Linked DNA regions of Ovis aries: region 1 is linked to region 2. Evidence: chromatin contacts called from public Hi-C data. All regions are on one chromosome and are shown on one strand. The core of a region is the stretch at or near the end of the contact, and the rest is flanking DNA. Distances in the headings are between cores, read along the strand shown.

Evidence for each region. Hi-C and Micro-C count contacts between places; a contact is called where the count stands out from the background.
Region 1: a Hi-C map of tail adipose tissue shows a contact between it and region 2, with 1.9 times the contacts expected there. The contact joins the promoter of ZCCHC2 here to the enhancer-like site in region 2. A contact is called at or near these places in 4 of 16 Hi-C or Micro-C datasets (liver, mixed tissues, retroperitoneal adipose tissue and 1 more).

Annotation. Positions count from the first base shown.
Region 1 is chr23:61,209,736-61,215,305 of ARS-UI_Ramb_v3.0, forward strand. ZCCHC2 (zinc finger CCHC-type containing 2) reads left to right here and starts at 2,856. Exons shown (of 14, transcript XM_027960853.2): 1 at 2,856-3,844. The coding sequence starts at 2,882.
Region 2 is chr23:61,146,386-61,151,745 of ARS-UI_Ramb_v3.0, forward strand. No RefSeq gene overlaps it. Among named protein-coding and RNA genes, the nearest start is that of ZCCHC2, 64 kb to the right of the region's middle. Within about 2 kb of position 1,671, at least 3 of the 54 cell types and tissues checked have an H3K27ac peak or open chromatin away from gene starts, as enhancers often do. A contact at or near this core is called in liver, where this site is marked.

The sequences.
Region 1 (5,570 bases), core at 1,606-4,105, 65 kb after region 2:
ATATATATATATGTATATATAATTAAATATAAAACGCTAGAGAATCTAGAGCAAGTGTTCCCAGTAGGTAGGCCCTGGTGGGAGGAATACCTTCCCAGGATGTCATATTAGAATTATCTGGATAGTTTGTTTTTCCAATAAATACACCTACACCTCATCCTGGGATTTCCATCGGGGCTCCTCCCTGTTGTAATACATCACTCTATTTTTTTTAAATAAGCGACTTCATTATTTTTTAAAACTTTATGTTTGGCTGTGCTGGGTCTTCGTTGCTGTGCCTGAGCCCGCTCTAGTTGCACCAGCAGGGGTTACTCTGTAGTTGAGATACCTGCGCTTCTCATTGCGGGGGAGGGGTGCTTCGCTTGCTACAGAGCACGGGCTAAGTGCATGGGCTCAGTAGTTTCGACTGGACGGCTTAGTTGCTGCGCCCCCTATGTGGGGTCTTCCCAGACCAGGGGTTGAATCTGTGTCCCCTGCATTGACAGGTGGATTCTTAACCACTGGACCCCCAGGGGAGTCCCTAGGACATCACTCTTCACTGAACATGTATTCTCACTATAGGGTGGAAAAAAAAAAACCACTGCGGCCCGGTCTAATGAGCGGCTGTATGGAGAGAGCGAGCTCCGAAACAATGTACTGGGGCGTAAGCAGCCAACTGCCCAGCCAATGGATGATAACCAGAATCATTAAAGCACAGTGCGTGTCGCTGCATTTTCTAACATGGGCCAAAGACGGAAGAACAAAAGTAATCATTACTGATTGTAAATCTGAACTCAGACCCAAATTTATGGATCAAGTATTACGGAGAGTTCATACCAAATGGCTTCTTGTTGCCAAGGAAAATGTAAAGACCATATGCCTGGATCACATGTAAAAATCATCTCCAAGGATCTAGACAGGTGACTCACTATGGACCTGTGAATATCTAGCAAGGTTACTATTGGTTGCCTAAAGTATGTCACCATAAGCTTCACAAATGATAAGACAGAAAATTCCAAGACACTTGAAGTTGACAGCAAAGGGGCAAGGATTGTAATAATAAATGTTCCTGCAAAGTTTTCTCCTGATCATTTTAGATGACACCTAAAGAACACAAGGAAATAGCAAAGTACAGGAAGAATGGCTTTTATATATTTGACATATCTCAAGTGTGTTGACGACTGAGCGACTTCACTTTCATTTTTTACTTTCATGCATTGGAGAAGGAAATGGCAACCTACTCCAGTGTTCTTGCCTGGACAATCCCAGGGACGGGGGAGCCTGGTGGGCTGCCGTCTATGGGGTCGCACAGAGTCGGACACGACTGAAGCGACTTAGCAGCAGTAGCAGCAAGTGTGTTGAAAACAACTGTTTCCCCATTTTATCGCTGAAGCAGATTCAGGCTTCAGTTCAACCTTTTATTGAAATATAAATTAGCTTCTTAGGGCATAAAATTGTAAAGAGGGCTCAGCATATGCTCTACCAACAGATGTTCAAATATTTTCAGGAAGAGTTTCGGAAAAAGTGATTCTTTTTTTTAACATCCTGCCACTACACAGCTGTAGTAGGACTTTCTAATTTAAAACCTGAAGGTTTGTTTTTTTTTAGTCCCACCTTTTAAAAATTAACCTTCAAAAGATCCAGCTGGGTGTTAAATTATAGACTTAAATTTTTTTTTTAAAGCAACAGTGAGAAGGACAAAGGTCTTCCAACGTTAAAAACGTAACAAAAACTTTAAAAAAAAAGTCAGTTCCTCAAATCACAGAGAATTCACAGGGGCACAGGAATTCAAAATTCTAGCGTAAAGGCACAGAAACGTCATGTAGCTAATAGGACAGGCCCCCGAAGATGGTGGCTCCGCGGGGCTTTGGTAACTGTCGCGGCAATAATTCCCGAAGACCGTTACAGACCGTTGGCCCCGGGGCCGCGGGGCTGCCCGCGTCGGGAGGGCCCTGCGCCCGGGGCCGCCCTCCTCGTGGGCGCCCGCCCGCTGCGCAGACCGGACACGGGGCGGCGGAGCCGCGGCGGCAGGGCCCGCGAGCCGACCTCCTGACACCCGCGGAGGTCGGGCCGGCGCGCCCCCTCCGGAGGGAGCCCGGCTCCAGGACGCGTCCCGCGCGGCCGCGACGGGAGCCGGGCGGCGCCAGGGGCGGCGGCCTGACCGGGGCGGCGGCACGGCGTCGGGAGTCAGAAACCGCGCCGGAGCCCGGAGAAGGTGCGGCTCCCTGACGGCCCCCGCGCCGTGGGCCGAGAGCGCCTCTCGCACGCGGGCAGCCCCGCGCGGTAGCTCCTCGCCCGGCCCGGAGCCCGGCTCACCGCCAGACGCCGGGACCGCGCGGGAGCCGCCGGCAGGGAAGGCGGCCGCAGGGCGGTTGGGCGTGGCCTCCCGGAGGGGGCGTGCCCCGGGGGCGGGGAGACTCGCGCAACCAGCCGTTCCGGCTGCTGATTGGCTGAGGTGCCTGCGCGGAGCCCGCAAGCGTCTCCGCCCGCCCGGCCGCTCCTCCTCTTGTCGCCACCGCCCCGTCCCCACCGGCTTGCGAGGGGACCGCTCAGGCGCCGCCGGCCCGGCCCTGCGCGGAAGACCAGAGAGCGGGAGGCGGACGGACGGAGGACACGCTCGCTAGCTCGCTCCCGACCTCGCCCGGGCTCCCAGAGGCGGCGCGGAGCCCGGGAGGGAGGAGCCGCTGCGGGCACGCCCCGCCCCCCGGCCGGGGAAGACACCGCCCGCGGCCGCCCGCGCCGGCCGAGACCCGCCCCCGGCCCGGCCCGGCCCGGCCCGGCCCCGGCGGCATGGAGGGGCCCTGCTCCTGACGGCCGCCCGCCGCCGCTGCCGCGGCCCCCGCCCCGCCCCCGGCCCCGCCCTCCTGCCCCCGCTCGCATGTCCGCGCCGCCGTAGCCGAGGATGCTGAGGATGAAGCTGCCGCTGAAGCCGACGCACCCCGCGGAGCCGCCGCCCGAGGCTGAGGAGCCAGAGGCAGACGCGCGGCCGGGCGCGAAGGCGCCTCCGCGCCGCCGCCGCGACTGCCGCCCCCCGCCGCCGCCGCCGCCGCCGCCGCCTTCAGGCGCGCCGCGGGGCCCCCCGCTGCCGCCGCCGCCGCCGCCGCCGCCGCCGTCTCGGGGGCTCGGGCCGCCTGTTGCTGGCGGGGCGGCGGCGGGGGTGGGCATGCCGGGCGGTGGCGCGGGGCCCGCGGCGGCGGCGCTGCGCGAGCAGGAGCGGGTATACGAGTGGTTCGGGATGGTGCTGGGCTCGGCGCAGCGTCTGGAGTTCATGTGCGGGCTGCTGGACCTGTGCAACCCGCTGGAGCTGCGCTTCCTCGGCTCGTGCCTGGAGGACCTGGCGCGCAAGGACTACCACTACCTGCGGGACTCGGAGGCCAAGGCCAACGGTCTCTCGGACCCGGGCCCGCTGGCCGATTTCCGAGAGCCCGCCGTGCGCTCGCGCCTCATCGTCTACCTGGCGCTGCTGGGCTCGGAGAACCGCGAGGCCGCCGGCCGCCTGCACCGCCTCCTGCCCCAGGTGGACGCGGTGCTCCGGAGCCTGCGCGCGGCCCGGGGCGAGGGCTCGCGGGGCGGCGCGGAGAACGAGCGCGGCGAGGAGGACGGCGGCGGCGAGGAGGAGGACGCCGAGAAGGACGGCTCCGGCCCGGAAGGCGGTGGCGCCGCGCCCCGGCCGGGCGGCGGGCTCGGGCTCAGGGCCCAGGAGGAACTGCTGCTGCTCTTCACCATGGCCTCGCTGCACCCGGCCTTCTCCTTCCACCAGCGCGTCACCCTGAGGGAGCACCTGGAGAGGCTCCGCGCCGCGCTCCGCGGGGGCGCCGAGGACGTAGAGGCGGCGCCGGGCCACTTGGCCGGCGCCCGGGCCCAGGTAAGGCGCGCCGGCCTCCCCGCGCCCGCGCGGCGGTCCCCGCGGCCTCCGCGCCCGGCTCCCGGACGTCCCCCGGCCCGGCCGACCCTGACCCCGGCGCCGGGACTGATGTGCGTCCGGCCGGGCCGCTCAGCCCCGCTCCCCTCACACACATACACACACACGAGCGCCCGCCATAACAGAATGCTCTGGAAGTCTCGTCCCGCCGGGGTTGCCCCGGAAGCCCGGCGCTCAGCCCGGCCCTCGGACGCGGGCTCTCGGGACCTTTCGGCCCCGACACTTGGTCGGGGCTGCGGAGCCCGGGCCGGCCGCCGCCCCGCCGCCTGGCGCTCCGCCCGCGCGTCCCGAGGCCCCGCTCGCCCCCCGGGGGCGGCGGCCCCAGGCGCGCTCCCGGCGCGCTCCGCGGTGGCCTGAGGTACAGCGCGTCGCGGGCTCTTAGACTCCTGCCCTGAGCTTGATGCTCTCAGGAAAAGTCAGAGGTGCGAAGCGACTCAAATCAGTTAGGTCGTCGGGCAGGTTGTCTGGGTAGGGAAACGTCCCCGCGGGCGGTTCTGGTGCCCTTCACCCCCGGCTAGTCCGGCTTCTAACGGGTTTGAGTCGTGTCTACACGTTTGGGTCCGGGGATGTTTGTGGGGCCTTTACTGGAAGCATAAATGGTTTCTAAAAAGTTACTGAAAGCCAAAATGTAGTAGATAAGATTAAAAGTAAGTCCCTTGTCGCAAACATGAGATAAAATTTTATAAGGCCACGAAAGCAATTTAATAACCTAGGCCCAATATAAAGCCCTTGAGTGTGACCATTTAATGGAGCAAATAGCTTTCATTTAAAGACTGTACAGTAAGTTTATTTTCGTGGTTCACGATTATTTAAAAAGCATTTATTTGGATGCCATGTTTTTCAGTTTAGGAGATCTCCAGGATGATATATTGGAAAGCGAGATTTTTTTCACTCCTTGCTTGAAAGTTTTCAGCTTATATATCTGCTGTCATTCAGACTAAAACTGGGCATTATATCTCTGCAATGGCTGTGTGGACTCAATAGACATAGACTCAAAGGAACCTGGGAGCTGGAAAGGATTTAGTGATAATCTAGGCTGAGCCCCTCCTTTTAAAAAGGAGGCTTCAGTGAAGTGACTAACCCACTTTAGGACATACTTCATCAAACTGGGACGTAGTAATGCTAGTATCCAGAATTTTGGCGAGCATGAAATATTACAGTGTCTATTTACATAGCATGCAGCTGTGTATACTGCACTCTTCAGCCTGCTTAATACTTCCAAAAAAATCCTTTGTGCCCATCAAGTTTAGAGAAGCAAGCCTGAACTCCAAAGCAGTAAGTGCTTACATATCTTACCCCCCCAAAATCCCTGTATATATTGTAAAGATAACTTAGCGTGTAGATATGAAAATGTCTCATAGTGGAGCAGTTTATATTATTCCATTCTTATCATTCCAACAAGGGTAGCCGACTTCTGGTTTTACCTGCAGTGTTGTTTTTCTCCTCTTTCAAATTTTGCTTATACTGCGAGTGTGGTAAGGGGAGAGATGCGTTCAGAGCACAGCAGTGCAATCTTTCTGTTGACCGCGGCGCGTGGCCTTCCTGGCCACCAGTGAGTGCCGGGAAGAGTGGACAGTGAGGCTGGGCACGCTGCCGCGAGTGTGAGCGCATCGTCCCTTCTCGGACGGTGCCGGGGTCGTGGCCGTCCGCGGGAGCGGGGGTGGATGAC
Region 2 (5,360 bases), core at 421-2,920:
GCAACAGTGTGAGTGTACTCAGGGCCCTGAATTATAGACTTAAATGCGGTTCAAAGAGCATGTTTCCTATTATGTGACTTTTACCACCCTTAAAAAAGTTAAATTCAAAAAAAAAAGAGTAGATATAAGCGCCCATAATGAGTGTGCAGGGCTGCACACGAAGGCTTTGGGGCGGATCACAGCAGGCGCAGGGTGGGGAGCACGTGGGGACTCAGACCGAAGCCGCGGGCGGCGGATGTCGCTTCAGCCGTTGATTGGACGGCGGCGGCTCCGCGGTCAGGAGACGGGGAGGGCCGCCGGGGGAGCTTTTCTGCTCTGGAGTCGCCCTTGGTCACTGCCCCTCTTGCCCACCCAGGACAGGCATGTGGAATGTAAAAGCGTGGCTGGAAATGGAGGTGTTTACCGGGACCGAGGGCATCACTGCAGAGTCCTGTCCCAACCCGGAGGGCTGCGCAGACGCTGGCGGGGAGAGGCCTGCAAACGCAGAGGCAGGTTCCGTGGTGAAGATGGAAAAGCAAATCTTGTCTCCTGCTTTAGACAAGCTTAGAAAACACGGAGCCGTTCGACGGTGACAGGGAAGACCCTTCATGGAAACCTTGGGCTCCGTGTCAATCGCCTTGTCGTAGGCGATTTACCCCTCCTTAAAGGCCCCCTTTGAAAAACAAAAGACCCCCCTTGGTCTTGGTTTGCTACTAAGCCTAGTCCTTCATGGGAAAAGAAGAAGAAAAAAAACCACAGATTTTTGTGCTTTCTTCCCCTTTGTTGGCAAAGCCGTCTTGTTCCGGTTTGAATCTTCTGAAAGTGCAAATTGGTGACTGTGGGTGCCCACCCAGATGCTCTTTATCTGGGTCCACGCACCTCTCCCCTAACTGCTGAGGCCACCCAAGCGCTGTCTTACTTCAGGGGTGACCCCCTCCCAGAACCACGCTGCCCCTGCCAGCACCAGCCTGGCCAACCGCCACCCCAGGCCCGCCACCCCAGGGCCGCCACCCCGGGCCGTCACCCCAGGCCCGTCACCCCAGGGCCGTCACCCCGGGCCGTCACCCCAGGACGGGCCAGCTCCGTCCCACAGTGTGTGTTCCAGCGTGTCCTTCACACTCATGAGCTCAAGTCCCGGTACTTCCTTGGAGAGCCTTGTGCAGGGCTTCATGGTGGCCTGGACCAAACAGCGCAGCCTCCTGGCTAGAAGCCCGCAGTCAGGAAAGGAAGCCCGATTCTCCCGTGAGTAAGCAAGCTGATCACGGTTCACTCCAGCTGGGTAGGGATGTTAGTATCTGTGTGACCAGCTGGCCCCAACGTGCAGCTTTGTGGGAGAAAGGTCCCGGGAGCCAAGTGAAGAGACTCACACCGGAACAGCAGTGTTCAAGAAAAGGCTTGTTACTGAAGCCAGAGCTTAAGGCAGTGAGCACAACTTTGATTTATAACAAGAGCTATTTGTACATAATTACTAAAATATTGATTGCACATTCAGCAGTGCGCCTAAATTAAAGACAAGCCAAATCCGGTAACAGCGCCAAAAGAATTTCATTGCAGTCGCCATTTAGCCCTTTCCTGCAATAATCTGGCGTTTTGTAGAGGACATTTCAATATATTGAGCGTTACCTTTGATGATTGTGCCTCCTCCTCATGCGTATGGAGCTCCTGGTTGAAGGCATGAAACAGTCAACAGGACACAAAGGCGGATCTGTAAATACAGGCTGAGACGGGAGCAGGGGTCAGGGTGCAAATAAATCAGACCGAAATGGTCAGGAAAACGTCAGAGGTGAAGGACTAGGGGGAGGAGAGGATTACAGACACACGAGAAGGCATGCCAGACGAACTGGGAGGGAAAGAGCTTGAGGGTCACTTGCCAGCTGCGTGTTACAGGCAAATTCAAATTCAAATTCTTAAGCACTAACTGCAGATACGCTCTCAGATGTGAGCACCACCTGGCCTCATCCCTGACTTTCCCACAAGGTCCCAGGACCTGCCCTTGGGCCCTCACCCCATCTTGTCACCCACCCAGGCCTCTTTTCCAGGAGGTCAAGTTTGTCCCCCCCGCCCATGGCCTCTGAGCCACCATTCCCAGTATTTTCTTTCCCTGGCCTGCTTGTCTCCCCAGTATTTTTACGGGTGGGGCTTCCCGGGTGGCTCAGTGGTAAAGAATCCTCCTGCCAATGCAGGAGACGTGGGCTTGATCCCTGGGTCGGGAAGGTCCCCTGGAGAAGGGAATGGCAGCCCACTCCAGCATTGTTGCCTGGAGAGTCCCATGGACGGAGGAGCCTGGGGGGCAGCATATGGTCCAGGGCTGGCAGCACCGGACGCGACTGAGCAGCGCCGGCCTTGTCCGTGTGGGCGGACCCTGCGCCTCTTTCACACCTTTACCCAAACGCCGTTCTCTCAGCCAGGACGTTTCTGTCCTTCCTGTTTAAAATACAGCTCTGCCCACGTGGCATTCTCTGTTCTTTTCCCAGACTCAGGGTTTCTAAAGCGTTTTACTTGTTGTCTACTTTGTAACCTCTGTATGGGCAAGGACCTCTCTCTGTTGTGTTCACTGCTATACTCCCCTGACCTAAAACAGTAAAGACTTGCGGTAAATATTCAGTACATATTTAAGGATTAGATAAAAAACGATCTCATCAGCTATACTGATTTTCCCTTTTCCGCACTGAGGCGTGTTTTGTTAGCTTTTATAATTGTTCAAGTTGGCTTCTTCCTCCCGTAGCCTTCCTGGCTCTTCTATGATCTTATATTGCCCACTTATTTTGCGATTCCTTTGTCCAGCCTTTACATATGGGCCAAATCATCACTTATGTTTCTGTGTCTGATTAATCTCATGAGCAGAAGGAAGGGAGGTTAATTCTGTGCTGATTCTCTCATGGTGGCTGTTTCCTTGTAGTTTTCACAGTGTTTGATTCTGAGCTCATTGATCAATTTCTGGGGTCCTCCTGAGAGCCTAAGATGTGGATGCTTTTATCCAGAGAGGACTCAAGGCTGCCTCTCCTCAGGGCCAGAGGCACCAGCCCAGACCAACTGGAGGATTTCTATTTCCCCTCCCCTTCCCCTCTCACTGGCCTCAGCTTAGACCGGTCACGACAGAGCTGACCCCGGCACCCAAACTCAAGACAGCTTTGCCCTTCGTGACAGCTTTGCCCCTAGTGTCCCCACCCTGGGGTCACCTCACTCCCTACCCCCAACTTAGCAAGAGCCCAGTAGAGTGGTAAAAAGTCTGGAGACTTCCTCGTGGTCCAGTGGTTAAGACTCTGCACTTCCAAGGTAGGGGGCACAGGTTTGATCCCTGGCCGGGGAAGTAACATCCTGCCAGTCTTGACCTAAAGATGAAAGCCAGTCTGCTGTCTACAGGAGTCAGCTGTTGGCGAGGTGCTAGGCCACCTCCCGCGTGTCCCCCTCCCACACTCCATTCCACTGTGGCCTCGAGCTGCGGGGGTGGCGAGGACACCATCTCACGCCCCGCGGTTACCTCTCAGCACAGTGCTGGGTGAAGAGCAGCTGTCTGAGGTATAACTCCCGCTTTACTGGCTCCTGTTTAAGCATGGGATCTGGTGAACAAGCACGCTGCCCTTGTGCCCCTTCACATCCATCCTCTGGTTCCACCTGGCCTTGTTCAGTCGCTCAGTCGTGTCCAGCTCTCTGCCAGGCTCCTCTGTCCATGGGATTTCCAGGTAAGAATGCTGGAGACAGTTGCCATTTCCTCCTCCAGGGCTCTTCCTGCCCTGGAATTGGACTGGTATCTCCTGCATTGCAGGCAGGTTCTTTACCGCTGAGCCACCGGGAAGCCCACTGCCAGTTTACACAGCCCAAACCTCAGCACACTTGAGGCCCTTTACAAGATTAAGAAGGAACATTGTCTTTAAAGGAGCTGGCAATGCTAGGAGGGTGTTGTGCTGCTCTTTCTGGCTGAGCGGGAGCTCCTGCTGACGGGGAGGTCTGGTCGAATTACAGTCCAGGTACAGGACTCACGATGGGCGTAGAGAGGAGACCAAAGGGCAGAGAAGAGTTTTGTATTCAAGTTTCTCTTATGTTGACATGAAATACAAATGTTATTTCATATAATAAAACTACACATATACAATTAGTGTTTATACTATATATGATGTATTGTTTAGTAGCTAAGCTGTGTCTGACTCTTGGTGACCCCATGAACTGTAGCCCACCAGGCTCCTCTGTGCATGGAATTTCCCAGGGAAGAACCCTGGGGTGGGCCACCATTCCCTCCTCCAGGGGTCTTCCCCACCCAGGGATTGGCAGGCAAGTGGCCCGGCCTTCCCTAGTTATTTGGGCCTGAATTATTCCAGAGCTTCCTGCCCGCTTGCAGAGAGGAATGTGGTGCGGGCCTGTTGCGGGTGCGGTCTGGGGAGTCGAGCGGGAGCCCGGATCCGATGGTGCAGGAATTCGTTGGGGCTTGGCTCTCTGCCTGCGGGCGCAGGGCCATCTGGACCGCATCAGGGCCCTGGGGACAGCTCCGGTCCTCAGCAGGGCGTCTCCACTCTGGCCCACGGGGCAGACAGGGGAACTTCCCGGGAGACGGCGGCTGCGAGTCCTAAATCGCTTCACAGGGAAGGACAGCGCGCCCCGCAGTCATGCCTCTCAGCCCAGCCCTGCCTGCCCTGTGTCAGAGCTTCCAGAAGGAGGGCTGCCCAGAAGCCCCCAGTGCCCCCCGCAGCCTGCTCCGCGGGCTCTGCAGGTCTGAGCGCGTCCCGGCCGTCACTCACCCGCTCTCACTGCTCCTGACCAGACCAGCGCAGCCTCCTGCAGCCCGCCTTTCACCGCTGGACTGGAGACAGAGCCCAGGGAGGTCCTCTGATGCTCCGGCGGCCTCTAACTCAGTTAACAGATTCGCTCAGGGCATTAGATACGCTCTGAAAGAATTCAGGCCGCGGGGAGGGGAGGGTCCATGACCATCCTCAGTCAAATGGAGCAGACCATTGACGGATCCTCGCTTCTGTTGCATCACGACCCGCAAGCGGCATCAGGGACGTGACGCTGGGGAAACGGCCCAGAGGCAGAATGTGAAGCGCGGTTCAACTCCGGGCTGAAAAGAAAAGTTCAAATCAAACTACACTGCAAGTCTGCCGCGTGCTATCAAAGCACTGGGCGGGGAGGCTGTGCAGAGGAGGTGGCCCCCTGGCCTCTGGGAAGGAGTTCCTGCCAGGGGAACGGCCACGTTGCTCCAGGAGCCCAGGGCTGGGATGCAGCGGGTGCGAGGAGGGGCCAAGTGCGGGAGGTGCTCAGTCCCCCAGGCTCTGTGCAGGGAGAACCGCCCATGGTACTCACACATCAGGAGGATTGTTCCGGCTCGCCCAGGAGGAGCCCGTTCCGGTTCCAGAAGAGCAAAACTGACTCCTTTTTTCCCTCCAATG